Regions from separate parts of the Urocitellus parryii genome. Here region 1 is linked to region 2. The links are chromatin contacts, called in public Hi-C maps. All regions are on one chromosome and are shown on one strand. Each heading gives the region's core, a stretch centred on a gene start, on an enhancer-like site or on the middle of the called end of the contact. The rest is flanking DNA. Distances are from core to core; before and after follow the strand shown. Region 1 holds the start of Arl6ip6 (ARF like GTPase 6 interacting protein 6). Region 2 holds the start of Stam2 (signal transducing adaptor molecule 2).

Region 1 (7,682 bases), core at 129-2,628, 490 kb after region 2:
TACGTACATATGTATATAAAGCCGACTTAAAAACTGTTGGTGAAAACCTGAACTTTGTCCTATTTCAAACAGACATAAAAGACAGCTGACATTTTTTTAAGCACTATTGACTTTAAAATTCTTAATTTACCAAACTGATTTAAAGGAGGGCTGGTCTTATAAAATACAAAAGTATGGGTCCCCAGAGACACCTGTCTACTAATAGTTACTAACCTAACTTTTAAGACAGGTAAAATTCCATTTGCCAAAAACACAGTTTCAAAGACTTAATATTCTGTCACTCAGACACTAAGTGCAAACAATAATTCACCCACTTTAATGCACTTTTAAAAGACAACTTTCGTTACAGACGTGTCCATTGTTCCAGGTAATTATCCCCTGCCAATTAATCAAGCAGTACCCCCTGCATATCACCACCATTACTAGAGAAAACAAATTTTGCTAGCTTCTTTTAAAGTCTTAGAGAATCAAATTTCCTTACTAAAACGGGCCTATAGCTCCAAGACGCAGCACGCCCAGGGTTCAACACCTTCAGCGCGCATCTGTCTAGGCCAAGCCGACTGGGAACTTCCAGGGTCCTACATCCTTCTTTTGTGCATCCCCGCTCTCCGTTTCTCTCCCTCGAGACATATCCCACCATCTCGAGCGCTTCCTTCGTCCACTCTTATCTTCTTCTCCTTTTGGAGAAAGCTTCCTGTCTCTGACTCCGTTTTTCATTGTGCCGCTTCCCCCTGCCCCACCGATCCCTTACCGAAGGCCGTCTCCTCAGGAAGCCGTCAGCAGAGACCCAAGAGCTGGAGCACAGGCTTGAGCCGGACAATCTCCGCTCCCCGTCCCCGGGACCCCGCGAGGGAGGATGGCTCTCCATTTCACTCACCATGAGGCCTCCACGCTCAGCTCCCGTCCCCGGCCTCATCGTCGGGCTCAGACTGCTCCGCCGGCGGCCACTGCCGCTACACATACCAACAAGAAGCGATCTGAGTGGCTGGCGCCCGCTGGGGCCAAAGGTTAAAGGCTGCCCTGAGCTGCGGGGCGGGATCAGTGGGGCCAATAAGCTGACAGGCTTCCCCACTGTCCAATCAGAGTGCGCTGCCGACACGCAGCTCTGCGGCGATTCGCCCCCAGCCTCAGCCTCACTCGGCGTCGCCTGCATGGAGGGGAGGGAAGGGGACGGAGGAAGTTTCTGCGCCGTGTCCTCTGCCGGGAAAACTCCACCAACTTCCCCCGGGAAAGGGAAGACAACCGCGTCCCAGCTTCCCGGGCTTAGACCGCCTCACCCCGTAGGGGGTGGGGCAGTGGGGGCTTGCCACCTTTCACCCCCCGGCCCAAGTTACTCACGCCCCACTAACCTGAGGCCGCCAGGGATAGGGTAGGGTGGGGTGGGGGCGGGGTATGCAGCTTCTAGCGTTAGCGGTGGCTGGGGCCGGGAGCGCGCGAGCGCGCGCCTTGCTCGAAGCAAAGGGGAGGGGCGGGGAAGTCGCGAGGAGGAGTCCAGCAAAAGTTCGAGCTCAGAGGCACCGGCTGCTGAGCGCGTGCCGAGGCGGACGGGGGAAGGAGGCGTGTCGAGTAGCGTGGAGGGAAGTTGTGGGTAGGGGCGGGTGGAACAACGCGAAAGGCAGAAAGAGGTGGGTCGATAAGGCAGAGTGAGCGCGCCGGGTGGTGAGCTCCTGCTAGCAGGGAGGCTAAAGAAGAGTGTGAGCGTAGAGGAGAAGAAGGAAGAAAGCAAATAGGTTAGAAAATGTGTATCATAGTGGTATGGGCGGGCGCTAGGACCCGGCGTCGAGAAGATGCGGCTTTGGGGCTGCCGGGTTCGCGCTCCCCTGGAGGCAACGCAGCAGTGCCAGAGGTCTTTGGCCGGGACGAAACACTGCAGGGAGGGATGACTTGTCTTCAGCCGTCCTCGGCTTGAATTTCCCTACGCAGAATTCTGTATTCCTTCCCGCCTATTGCAGCGGGATAGAGCTCCGGTCTCGGATGGCACAGCCTCTCCTCCTGCTCCGCGGTTCCTTCTTGGCTCCACAGCCCACCCTTTAGCACCCCTGAGCCCCTGAGCTAAGTGGTCGAGGCCGTGGCGTGGCCCGGCTGCTGATTGGCGAAGACGAGGGGGGGGCGGGGCTGTGGGAAACTCTGGGCCCCCGAGGTTCTGTGGTTATTTCCCGCCATGTCGTTTGTGGAGAGCGGCAGGCGTTTGGCTCCGCGGCGTCGCGGTCTTGGCACCCCAGCACCTTTCTCTCGGCCTTTGTATTCTGTATTCTCTCAGGGGGACAGCTGGGGTGAGGGCGAAGTTGATGAGGTGGAAGGATGCGATCAAGTGGCCCGTGACTTGCGAGCGGAGTTCTCAGCCGGGGCGTCGTCGGAGCCCAGAAGGGGCTCCCAGCTTCTCCCGCCGGACGGCGGTGGGTCGCCGGTCCTACCCGACAAACGCAATGGCATTTTCCCCGCAGCTACGCGTAGCCGGGCCCAGGCTCGGCGATGGCCGATCCAGGTCCTGTCTATTCTCTGCTCGTTGCTGTTCGCCATCCTCCTCGCTTTCCTCCTCGCCATCGCCTACCTGATCGTTAAAGGTACTGATGCCCAGACCTTGAAAGTCTGTCTAGAGCTAAGTTGAGCCAGGGCTTGGTTCTTACCTCCACCCACACCTTACCTGGCTCCCAACCGGCAAGCTGGCAGTTTCTTTCACTCCTACCACTGATTTGTACCATTCTTTGCTTCTCCCCTTTGTCTTCTCTTCCTAAATGGATTTCCCTCGTCCATAACTAGAACTGTTTTTAAGAAAGGGTCTTTTAATCAAATGAGTTCTATTGAAATACCTTTAAGTCATTGGACCCATGGAGTCAAATATTAGCACGATTATTTAAGCCATATTTCGGAGAACACTCACCATTAAAAGGAGACAGTGTAAAATGCATGTAATTGAAATAATCTGTATATATTCAAAGGCTTTGATCCACAAATGGTACCGATTTATTCCTGGGTACATTGAAGATTCTTCAAGGTCTAGGATTTCCATCCCACAGCTCAGATTTCTACATTTATAGGTAAAATAACTAGCCTTTCTTAGTTTTGTGGTGTTTGTAACTAGATTTAGTACACAAAGTATATTTTGGTTTTGTTGTGAGACTTGGTCTCACTGTGGTGCCCCTGCTGGTCTCCAATTTGCAGTCCTCCTGAGTAGTAGGTATTAAGGGTAGGCATTGGCTGTTTGTATGCAAAGTTTTATTGCAGGAGGTGTAGTCTTGTTTTCACTAATTTTATCTTCTTTGTCTCAAGTTGAAATATTAGCCATATTGGAATAAAAATAGACTTGTGAAAGTTTTTTTTCCCCCCAAGGGGGCTTTCATAGATGTATTATTTGTTTGGATCTTGTGTATTACAGTGAAAAGAATTAAATTTGAGTTTAAATCCCAATTCTTACTATTGTATGACTTTGTCCAAATTATTGGGGAAAAAAAGTAAAACAAAAAAATCTTCGTTTTATGAAAACCACTCAACCACTCAACACTATCATTTTGGACCAGCTGGTAATGGGCTCCAGATGGCCTGTAACAGCTTACCGTGCTTGATTTTCATACAGAAGACAAGATTTGCAAGTTAATGTGTGAAATTTACCTCCTCATAACAGTATTGTATTTAAACTGTCAATCTTAAATGTTTGGCTGCCATTGTTTCATTTCTTTTGTAGGGGTTAGGCAGATTGAACCCAGGGGTACTTTACCTTTGAACTACATTCCTAGCCATAATTGTTTTTTGAGATAGCTAAGTTGTAGGTGCTGGCCTTGAACTTGGGATCCTCCTGCCTCAGCCTGTGGAGTAGCTTGGATTACAGGTGTGGGCCATCTCTCCCGGCTCACAGTTTAATTCCTGTATCACTCCCTTCCCCTTTTTTTACTATAACCCAGATAGTTTTGTCTTTTAGCTATTTTAGTGCTTTTCTCTGAGATATCACTTTTGTAAAGGCAAAACTGTGGTAAGTAGAAGATCATTGCAGAAGAAGTTTATACTCTGGAGAATGGAGAAAGGAACTGAAAAAATTTAGTATGTCCTTAAATTTGTATAAAATGGTATCACAACAACCACAGGATATGAACACTACTCTCCTATGTATAGCAGTTGACAGTATAGAGGTCTTTTTTGCTTGCTGATGATCATGTAGCTAGTAAACAGAATCAAAATTTGAATCCATTCCTGACTCCAGAGCACTTTATGGAGTTCTACAATGTCTTCCAAGTCTTTGAGTTAGTCTTCAGATTATGAATCTTTTATACCTAAACCTCTTTTTGTTTTTACAGAGTTGCATGCTGAGAATTTGAAAAATGAAGATGATATAGATACTGGACTATTAGGTATGAACTTGTCACTTGATTTGGTTTTTAGGTGCTGTTTGTTTTTTCATGTTAAATTGTACAAACTTTGGGGTAAAATGCTTAATGTTATTCTCATATCAATTAAAGTTGATTCTGTTAACTTTTTATTTGTATGTTTGTGATAAATGTTATTAGATTTTTGTTTTTATTTTTTATAATTTTATAAAGGATCATCAGTGTGTGTAAAATATTTTGAATATAACTATGACTAAAATCCAGCAAATTCTTAGCGTTTTAAAATTATCTTTTGGAAGAGGTTCCCCATGCATCTTCTCAGGAATTAGTAACAAGCAAGAAAACTTCCCCACAAACTTAGCCAAGATAAATAATATCATAAGCAGACCCCAGAGGAATTTAAATTAAAATGTTCTTATAAACAATTTCTTTATTTAAAAAAAAAGTAAAAATTTTAGTCTATATTTATACAGGTTACTTACAAGAAGAGTCAGGCCTGAGTTTCTGCAGTGTCTTATAAAAAGTGACATGGTTTATAGATTTCTAAAGAACAAGGTTATTTATGTTGCATTTCTTTATCTCCACAAAAATGATTTTGATAAAGTTCAGAACTTTTACCTATTTTATTACTACTTATTGTAATTCATTTTATTTGATCACTCTAAATAAAATTATATGACTTTTCACTCTAGATTGGCACTTGAAGTTCATCATATAATTCCCCATCCCCAGTCCTTGCTAAAGTCTTCAATCGACTTCTTTAAGGCTCATGCTCACATTGACACAAAGTATAGTCAACTGGTTTTGCAGAACAGCCAACTTTTTTCTTCAAATTACAAGGTTTACTAGATATCACATGGAAATGTTTATCTGTATCATTCTCAATTCTTGCATGAGAAAAATGTACTTTTTACTCATTTTATCAATATATGTTGTTTCTTCTTTGGAAAACAGATAATTAGGCTTTTCGTAGCATGTATTGATGTGTCATCTCTTGAGAGAGTAGAAACAGAATTTTATGAACTTGGCATGGACTCTGACTTACTGTTGTTTAAAAGTTGGCCCAATTTTGCATTTATGGACAGAATGAGTAGCAGTTGTCATCTGAAGTGATAACTTGCTCAATATCAAAAGGAATGTGATGGTATTTTTTGTAATTATTGCCCTGCCTCCTTTTCTACTTCCAGTTAGATAATCTCATATGGCTTTTAGGTATGCCTGATAGGTAGTTAATTCTATGCTAGCAAATAGGAAGATCAGTATCTTAAAGTCTTTACTGATGACATGATTTCACTATTCAGGAATGAGCAAAACTGCTGTTTTTATGGCAGAAAACTAAGCAACAACTCTGCCAAGATGAAGGTCCTTATTTTGAGCCAATGATCAAGTGGAGAATATAGTCAATCTCATTTGATAGGCTAATGCAGTGAGACTCCTGGTGATTAATTTTAAAGTAAGCATAATTATATTTATAGCAAATATGTATATTATAGCATATGGCTAGAGAATAGTTAAAAATCTGTTTCAGAGAAGCAGTGCCAAGATGATTAAGCTCTGATAAGGTTGGGATGATTGTATTGTTATTCTATGATGAAATTCTCTACTATTTAACCTCTTTACACAATGTTTTGAATTGACATTCAAAAACAGTTAAAACTGTGCTTGAAACATTGGCTGGATGGAAAGATAGGCCAGTCATTCTCTCAGACTTTGACTTCTCTCCAAATCAGCACTGCATTGATTAATTTAGTAGCAAGAAAGATTGCCTCATTATTTTCTTTCTGAGGAAATGCCTGTGAAATTATATCCTGGCCCTTTTTACAGTTGCTATGAAAGTTTTCACATGAAGAAAGTTATTGAAATTATCCATTAGACTAAAATAAAATTGGCAATGTAGCCTTTTATCGTATGGTAATAATCTCATTTTATTTTCTTATATTTGTTTTGCCCTGTTTACTAAAAACCTCATAGCTATATAGATGGTTGGTTGTTTTATGTATTGCCTACTGGTTTGGGGCATAATTATAGTTGTTTATACCTGTTTATATATTAATATTTCGATGTCTCATGTTTAATTTTGTTGCAAACTGCCTCAGTTCTTCATTTGAAACTAGATCGATTTTTAGAAAAAATAAAAATAAATAATGGAGCACTGTAAGTAGTCTACCATAAGAGTTCTCTTACTGGATAGATTGATAAAACATTTTTACACTGCAGATTTTTGTTTTTCGTAAATTGAAATTTAATCCAGTCTAAGGTTGGCATAATAATAAGCAGATTGTAGCAGTAATTCTTATTTTGGTATGAGCTAAGAATCGCCCGGGGACTCAGGATATAGCTCAGTGGAAGAGCAGTCACCTAGCACTTGTGAGGCCCTATGTTCTATTGCCAGCACCACAAAAAAATAAAAATGAAAATCTATATCTAGATTTTGATTCAGCCCAAGATTATTCATAGTCAAAGTACTATAATTTGAGAAATACTTTTGAAAGCCTTGAACTTGTTTTTTAAATTTTAAGTGATTCTGATGCAGGTAGTCAAAGTACCATAGTTTGAGAAAATTTTTTGAAAGCCTAGATCTCTCTCTTTTTTTTAATACCTTTATGTTATTTATTTATTTTAATGTGATGCTGAGGATAGAACCCCAGGCCTTGCATGTGCTAGGCAAGCATTCAACCCCAAGCCCTTGGATCTCATTTTTAAAAATGCTTTTAAGGGTAATGAAAATCATTGAGAGGTGACTAATAAACAAGAAACAGTGTAAACCCAAATGTCTGTTAAGAAACCTAACTTCTAAAGGAGCTGGCACCCTGCTTTTGTCATCTTTGTTTACTGGAAAGAATTCTTCATGGGAAGCCCTGTATAGTCTTTAAATTTTAAAAAAAAAAAAAAAAAGGTTGTGAAGACAGTTTCAGAGTATTGGGGGAGTTAATTGATCCTATTGGCTAAGAGGATTAGTCTCTAATAGTGTATGTCTTTACTAGTGAGATAGTTAGGGGGGTGTGATTGATAAAATGAACTAGTTTGAAGTTCATGACCCTTGATGTTCCCTGGATGGCATTGAAATCATGCTATGGGATTTTTGCTCTTCATTTATAATTGTCTTTCAAACCATTTTGTACTATAAGCCAAATTTTTCAGGGAGATTAATGAAACCAAATTTGTTTATTTAGTTAAAATTACCTTTCAGTTTGGGCACTGTGACACATGCTACTTGGAAGGCTAGGAGGTAGGAGTAATGCAAATTTGAAGTTAGCCTGAACAACTTAGTTAGACTGTGTCTCAAAGTAAAAATTAAAAAGGGAGAGAGGCAGAGCAAAACAGTACTTACTGACCCCATTCCAGTCATTCCTCTTTTAGGAC
Region 2 (7,430 bases), core at 1,063-3,562:
TTGGAAAATGCAATAAATAAATTTTTTTCAATGACATAAGTTTAAGGCCAATTTGAGATCCTTACTATTCCATCCTACTTTTTCTGATTTCATTGACTTGAATAAAAGTTACAGGTCAGCCTCATCAAACTCTTTCATCCTTAGCTTGCCTTTTAGATACTGAATTCTGTTATATCTGAGATGATCAACACTTGGAACTTTGGTTGATGGCACTGCCCATGAAATAATCAATACAAATTCACCAATGCCTCTTTTACTGCATCAACAAACAGTGACCTGTTAAACTATATATGAACCTCAGGTGTCAATGAAGGGAAGGTTTAGAAAAGAGAAACTCTCAGAGCAATTCAACCTACTTTTATAAGTGTTCAATTAGAAAACAATGGGTTTCCAGGAAAAACTACTATTAAAAGAAAGTTGTCTTTTTAAAAATTATTATTACAGCATTATAGTTATACTGTAATGTAGTTTGGTTCATTTTTGACAAAATCATACATGCATGGAGCTTGAGTCAATCTCCATCCCCTCACTTTACAGCTCCTTTAGAACACCTACTCCATTAATATCCCTGTATATTTTTGATATCCAATGCCTCCCTCCCCCCATCATTTTGCTCTAGCTTACACGAGAAAACTATTAGACACTTGATTTTCTGAGTCTGCTGGTTTATTGTACTTAGCATGATGTTCTCCATTTCCATCCATTTACAGCAACTGCCTTAATTTCATTCCCTTGAAGAAAGTTTACAATTATCAAATTTTAAAATACTTTGCCTTAACTAGGCACAGTGGCTATGCCTGTAATCCCAGACGCTAGGGAGGCTGAGGCAGGAGTCCTGATCAGGGTTCAAAGCTAGCCTCAACAAAAGCCAGGAGCTAAGCAACTCAGTGAGATCCTATCTCTAAATAAAATATAAAATAGGGCTGAGAATGTGGCTCAGTGGTTGAGTGCCCCTGGATTCAATCCCAAGTATGGAGGAAAAAAAAAAACTTTGCCTTATTCTATCTTGCCTCTTTTATTTCATTTCATTAGAACAAAATGAAAGCCCTCACAATAACAATAAAAAATAACAGTCTCACAAATGTAGTACAATTGAAATAAATAATTTAGTGTTCCAAAAGCAGAAACTGAACCCCAGAATGAAGCTTCCTAGATTTATGACAGTCACTTGTGTTCATCTACCAATTTAAAAATTGAATGAAATAACAGAAATACATATTTGAAGACTGATTAAGGATAAATACATAATTATAAATATTTACCTTCATATTACTTGATTCTTTTGAACATAGTTGGGGATTACATAACATGCCAAAATGGGGCACCTTGTACAGACTTCACAACTAAGAAATTCTTACTACAAAACAGATGGCTCACTGCTAAGATGTACAGTATTTTTTGTGTCTCTGGCAATTTTAAGTCAATTTTTTTTTTTATTCTAAAGCCTACAAATCTACCTAGAATTCTGTTAATTACTACTACAAAAATGTTTTCTTAGCCGGTTTGTATTTAATGTTACTCTAATGCCCCCAAATAAGTTCTTACATCGCACCCTCCTTTTTCTCATTCTAGACTCGCTGAAAGACCAGTTCTATTAGACCAGATAATATTTAATCCCACCTAAAATTATTTGTTGGGAGCTGTCTTGAGATTCTACAGTTTTCTTTTTCATACTCTAAAACAGAACATCCCGTAGCACCTTCACAATCGCAAATCCTGAAGCTGCATTAGCAGGGCTTGGATGCATACATAAACAACATGAAGTTCCAATTCAGAGGGAGTAAGTTCACGTCTCCAGTTCTGGGAGGCCCGAACAGGGTCTACCCACTGCGGCAGCGCGTTTGGGGCAACTCTGGAAGAAGCAGGAAGTTTGTATCAACTCCCCAATTACTTGGTCTCCAGTGAAATGCAGGACCTTCTCCATTTCTGCAGTTGACGGAGAACGGCCCTTTCAGAGTCCCCAACTTCAGGCAGGAGGTACTCCCCAAGCCACTAGTCACGCGCCCAGGTTACCCCCAGAGAAACCCCGACGTCGAGGCGGCGGCACCGCCCCTTCCCTCTCGCCGCTTAGTTAGCTTTCCAATCTCCAGAGTCACCGCCGCCCACTTTCTAGCTAGACAAACACCAGCACAGGGCCGGGCACAGCACTTACCCACGTCTTGCTCAAAGGGATTGGCCGCGAACAAAGGCATCCTGTCAGCGCCCGAGCCCGGTTCTCTGAGATCCAGCTAAGGCCGGGCAGTTGCTCCCTGCTGGGTGACCCACCGCGGCTTCCTAGACCGCTAGACTGAACTCTGGCCGTCTTGCCCACACTTCCGCCACCGCACCTGCCCGGTTCCTGCCTGACAGGCCAGCTCCAAGTCCGAGCTCCGCCCCCGCGCTCCGCCCCCAACTCTCCTCTCGAGACGAGATCCAGAAGGCCTCGAACATCTTCGAGCGCACCTGTTGCTACCATCCTTCAGGAAGAAGTGGCAGCCCCTGACCCAGATCCTTTCAAAGGTCAGGCAGCCGCCGCAGCCACCTTTTCTTCGCTAGGACCCCGGTGAGCCACGGAGCCGGGGACCTTCAGGCCGGAAGTTGTCTCCCCAAGAATTGGAAGATGCCGGAGACCCGGAAGCTGCAGTGTTGGCGGAGGCGCAGCTGGGGGCGTTGTCGCCTTGGACTTTTCGCGCGAAGCAAACTGACTCTGAGAGCTACTTTCTTTTCACAAATAAATTTAATTTATTCCTGGGCTGCGGGTTCGGTCCCTGGCAGCCGTGGATCCTGGACCACGTTCCCGTCACAGTTCAGTTACCCTGGAAACGGAGTCCCCGGTACAGATGTGGTTTTGAGCGTTTGCTAAGTGCCTGGCTCTGCTCTTGTGCGCTTTTACAGAGCCCAGACCAAACCCCGCCGGAATATAAGCACCTGGAAAAGTGGTGGAAGCGACTACAGCTTTGTGGAGACTTGCAACTTCTCGCTTCCCATTGTGGCCTTCATTAAAACTACGCTTGGTTCTGGGAATCCTAAGACCGAAGAGGCACAATCTCTCCCTTGGACTTGCAGAGTTTATAGAGGCAGTGCATAACATGTATGATGATTCAGGCATTAGTAAGAGTCACAAGCCCAGATTCCCACAGGATATAGCCAGGTATTTACATGAACGAAAAAAGTGCAAGCACCCTTCCGGGCTCACAGATGCATTATCCTTAACTGCCTGTTACCCTCCCCCCCCCATAGTATTTATCATTTTATAATATATTGAAAAGCACCCCGTTAATGAAAGACCCCCGTTTCCCTGTCCAAGGAGAATCACACGGAACACTGGCTGCAAAAGCACGAGGTGGTTTATTGGGACACAGGCGCCTGCGGGTGCCCAGTAGAACCTCAGCCAGAGCTTTGGTGAACTGGCACACCGGGCTTGGGGATACAGAGATTTTTATAGGGTTTGGGACAGGTTTCGCGCGTGGAAGCAACAGGTTTCTTATTGGTTTGTTTAAATCTAGCATATAGGCCACCTAGGGGGTACAGGTCTGCATTCCAAAAACCACAGGTCTGCATTCTATTCTTTCAGTTCCTGCTTATCTGTTCTGGTTTATTCATTCATGCCTCAGGATGCGGGTGCTCTGTTCTTCCACCGGTTGTCCGGAAAGCCTGGCGCCTGAACCTGTTTATGGCCTGCCTGATATCTTGGTTTCATATCTTGGCCTTAGGTAACTGGGCTAACTGGGCTAGGGTCTTTCAATATAATAGATTGTTATCTGACTCTCTTCATCTGAATATAAAATTCCATGACCAGTTTTGTTCATTGCTGCATTCCCAGAGGTTTAAACTGTGAGAAATAACTCAGATGCTCAATAACTTTTTGAAAGAAGTCCTTGACTTTCTTCTAACTGAACAGCTACTACCAAACTTAAGCCATTTGTTGAGGTGTGGGCCTACTAGAGCCTCCAATTTTTCATTGATTTTTAAATTTTGAAAATTACTTCAACTTTTTTTTTTTTTAAGCGATTCTAGGGATTGAATCTAGGGCCTTATGCATGCAAGGCAAGCGCTCTACCAACTGAGCTGTATCCCCAGCCCAAATTACTTCAACTTTTAAATCAACGAGTTAAAACCACTTTATAGGACTGGAGAGGTAGCTTAGTGGTAGAACACTTGCTTAGCTGTGTTAAATCCCCAGCAAAATACACACACACACACACACACACACACACCAAAAAAAAAAAACTACCTATAATATATATTGAAGAGTTGTCATTATAGAAGAGAGAACCATTACACAGAATAATTCATAAAACAGGGGTACATTCTTACTACAAAGTTAGGTGCATAAATGAGAAAGATTTCCAAGTGAAGTGGCTGATTTTCCAAAATCATTGAACCTAGGATATTCAAGATATATTTGGAGACTTTCTAGATGGATTTATCTAGGTTTAAGGCTCCAAGTTGAAATGGAAAACAAGGCTAGTTAGAGAAAACAGGAGGCAGATTGAAAGCCTAAAAGATCAAACTAGAAAATTTTATTTTTACCACATAAATCATTAGATAATTATTTAAAGATATTTATCAGCAGAATAGTATAAGTGATTTCAGACTAATCTGATATCATTACGCATGACACATTGTGAATAAGAAGATGCGAACAGTTTAGAAAACTATTGCAGCACTTAAAAGACATAAGAAAGGATATTTCAGAGGAGCTTGTTTTAAGAGCCGAGAATGGAGGGTTAGCCTTTGGACAGCATTGGTATTTTACAGTTTCTTAGTTCTTCCTTTTTAATGGTGAGCATACTCAAGTACCTGTATTTACATTTCTGTGTATATACTCAGTGCTTTGGTGAGTTTTTTCAATATCTAAGTTTTAAATAGTCACTAGGAGCAACCCAGAATTAAAAACAAGATTGTTACTTCACCTAATGAAGTAATTGGGCAATTAAAAGATATGTCAGCAGCAGCCCACAAATTATGGTATGCAAAGAAATATAACTCTTATTTTTCTTAATACAAGTTCTTTTCCCATCTCCCTGAAGACAAAAAATAATCTTAAAAAAAAAATAATCTTACCAATTTCCATTGAATTCTGTCTCTTTAGGATTTCTTACTCATTTGGGTTTATGCTCAACAAAATTGTATCTTTACATCAGGCCACTTTTCCCAAACAAGCTCCAAGATCCATCTCCAGATATAGTCTTCTCATTCCGCCAGTACACATTTGGTGTATGACCCTTTTTTTTTTCCCAAAACAGGGACAGTGCTTCCTCCAGAAAGGCATGATAAAACCTGAGAAACACTACAGAGGGTTGTGGCAAATCTTTAGAAGAAGAAGCCTCATGAGATAGACCTTCCGCAAGTGAAATTTCCGCATGGTATTCAGGCAAAGCAAGACCACTGCCCTCTAGCTAAGGGGAGTAGATCACTTTTTTTGGTCCAGAGCATAGCATAAAGATGAATCTTTCAGTACAAAGTTCTCAAGTGTATCTGTCCAGATATCCCCAACTTTAATTTTAAGGTCTCATTTCTTTCCTATCAGAGCCTGACTTTAGTATAGGAGATATACTGTGGGTCATGAATTCAACCTTTTCAAAACAATAATGAATTGTTTTCATTATTTTAACTGACTAATTTAAATCTTTTAAGTTCTGTTGTTCTCACAATCAGGTCCCTTTGATGATTTTCCTTTGTATCCTTTTATTATAATTTATAGCCATGAATATAATTATATGCTGAATTCTGTAATAAATCACTAAATTTAAGCAAGTGGGCTTAGGAATCCTTGACCACTCTGGATTGAATTATGGGAAAAAAAGAGGACATTAACATAAATGCTAATAAAATCCACTAATAGTATGAACCAATGTTGGTATCTTAGTTTTGGGAAATGTATCATGTGGAAAATGTATCAGAACTTTGCACTATATTTACAAGTGTTCTGACACTAAGCTACCTCTCCAGTCCTATAAAGTGATTTTAACTTGTTGATTTAAAAGTTGAAGTAATTTGGGCTGGGTATATAGCCTTAGTTGGTAGAGTGCTTGCCTTGCATGCACAAGGCCCTGGGATCAATCCCTAGTACCACAAAAAAAAAAAAAAAACCTATTTTATTTTTAACTACAACTTTTGGTTATAGTAAATAAAGTTCTTCCCAATACTCTCTCAATGAGTGGTATATGATTTTTCGTGAATTTCCAAAGCATTTGGTTTTACCAGTATTTTCTTAATGAATTCTTATTTTGGAACAATTAGATTTACAAAAAAGTTGTAAATATAGTACAAAGTTCTTATTCAACCCTCATCCAGTTTTTCTCATTGATGATACATTTTTCTCATGATACATTTCCCAAAACTAATATACCAACATTGGTTCATACTATTAGTGGATTTGATTAGCATTTATGTTAATGTCCTCTTTTTTACCCCATGATTCAATGCAGAGCAGTCAAGGATTCTTAAGCCCACTTGCTTAGATTTAGTGATTTACTACACAATTCAGCATATAGGTGTATTCATGGCTATAAATTATAATGAAAAGATATGAAGCAAAAATCATCAAAGGGAAAGTGTAGATGGATAAAGTCTGGAGGATATAAACAAATCTTCTAGGAGTCCTCCCCTATTACCGTCACACAAGATGTGCTTGCTTACTCCACCCAGCAACAAGTTGTGACAACACGTAAAATGTTGTCTATGGGGTAAACTCATTACAGAATCAATGGGGTTTTTACTGTGTACTAGTCATGAAGGCACCTACCTAACATGCCAAAATTTCCAGATTCTCAGGATGAAGGAAGGTGGGTATTCAATACAATCCCCATTGTTTATGCAAACAGTTTAGACACAGTGAGCCATTTTTGTCTGGGAATGGTTGAAACCTTCTAAAAATGTTATATTCCGTGTATGTATAATATGTCAAAATATGCACTACTGCCATGTGTATATAAAAAGAACAACAAAAAGACAGAAAAAAAAAACTTTAAGTTCCTAGTTGTCAGCCAAGTAAGCCATTCTAAAGATAGAAGTTCAGGCTTGCTATGTTAATCTCTGCACACCAGGGTACTATGTGTAATTTAGTTGTCTCCCTACTCTCCCTCCTCTGACCGTTTCTCAGTTTTTCCTTGTTTTTCATCACCTTGATAGTCTTTAGGAATGCTGGCTAGATATCCTGTAGACTGTCCCTGTATCTGGTTTGTCTGATGTTTTTCTCATGTTTAGATGAAGGTTATATGTTTTGGAAAGTACCTCAGAGGGGAAGTGCCCTTTTCATCACATCACACAAATCATGTTATCCACATGATATCTCATGATATTAGCTTTCAACATTTGGTAAATGTAGTATTTGTCAAGTTTATCCACTTTAAACCCTTTATAGTCGAGATTTTTTTCCTTTCTCTACTGTGTTTTTAGGAAGCAAGTCACTAAGTCCAGCCCACCCTCCAAGAGAGGGATATTCA

What was found. A called contact is a pair of places that touch in the nucleus more often than the background predicts.
Region 1: a Hi-C map of muscle shows a contact between it and region 2, with 4 times the contacts expected there. The contact joins the promoter of Arl6ip6 here to the promoter of Stam2 in region 2. A contact is called at or near these places in 2 of 2 Hi-C or Micro-C datasets (liver and muscle).

What each region holds. Positions count from the first base shown.
Region 1 is chr1:207,638,825-207,646,506 of mUroPar1.hap1, forward strand. It overlaps Arl6ip6 (ARF like GTPase 6 interacting protein 6), which reads left to right and starts at 1,379. Exons shown (of 4, transcript XM_026387892.2): 1 at 1,379-2,564; 2 at 4,290-4,343. The coding sequence starts at 2,162. It overlaps Prpf40a (pre-mRNA processing factor 40A), which reads right to left and starts at 1,369. Exons shown (of 25, transcript XM_077802586.1): 1 at 878-1,369. The coding sequence starts at 1,153.
Region 2 is chr1:207,149,974-207,157,403 of mUroPar1.hap1, forward strand. Stam2 (signal transducing adaptor molecule 2) reads right to left here and starts at 2,313. Exons shown (of 14, transcript XM_026388509.2): 1 at 2,153-2,313. The coding sequence starts at 2,192.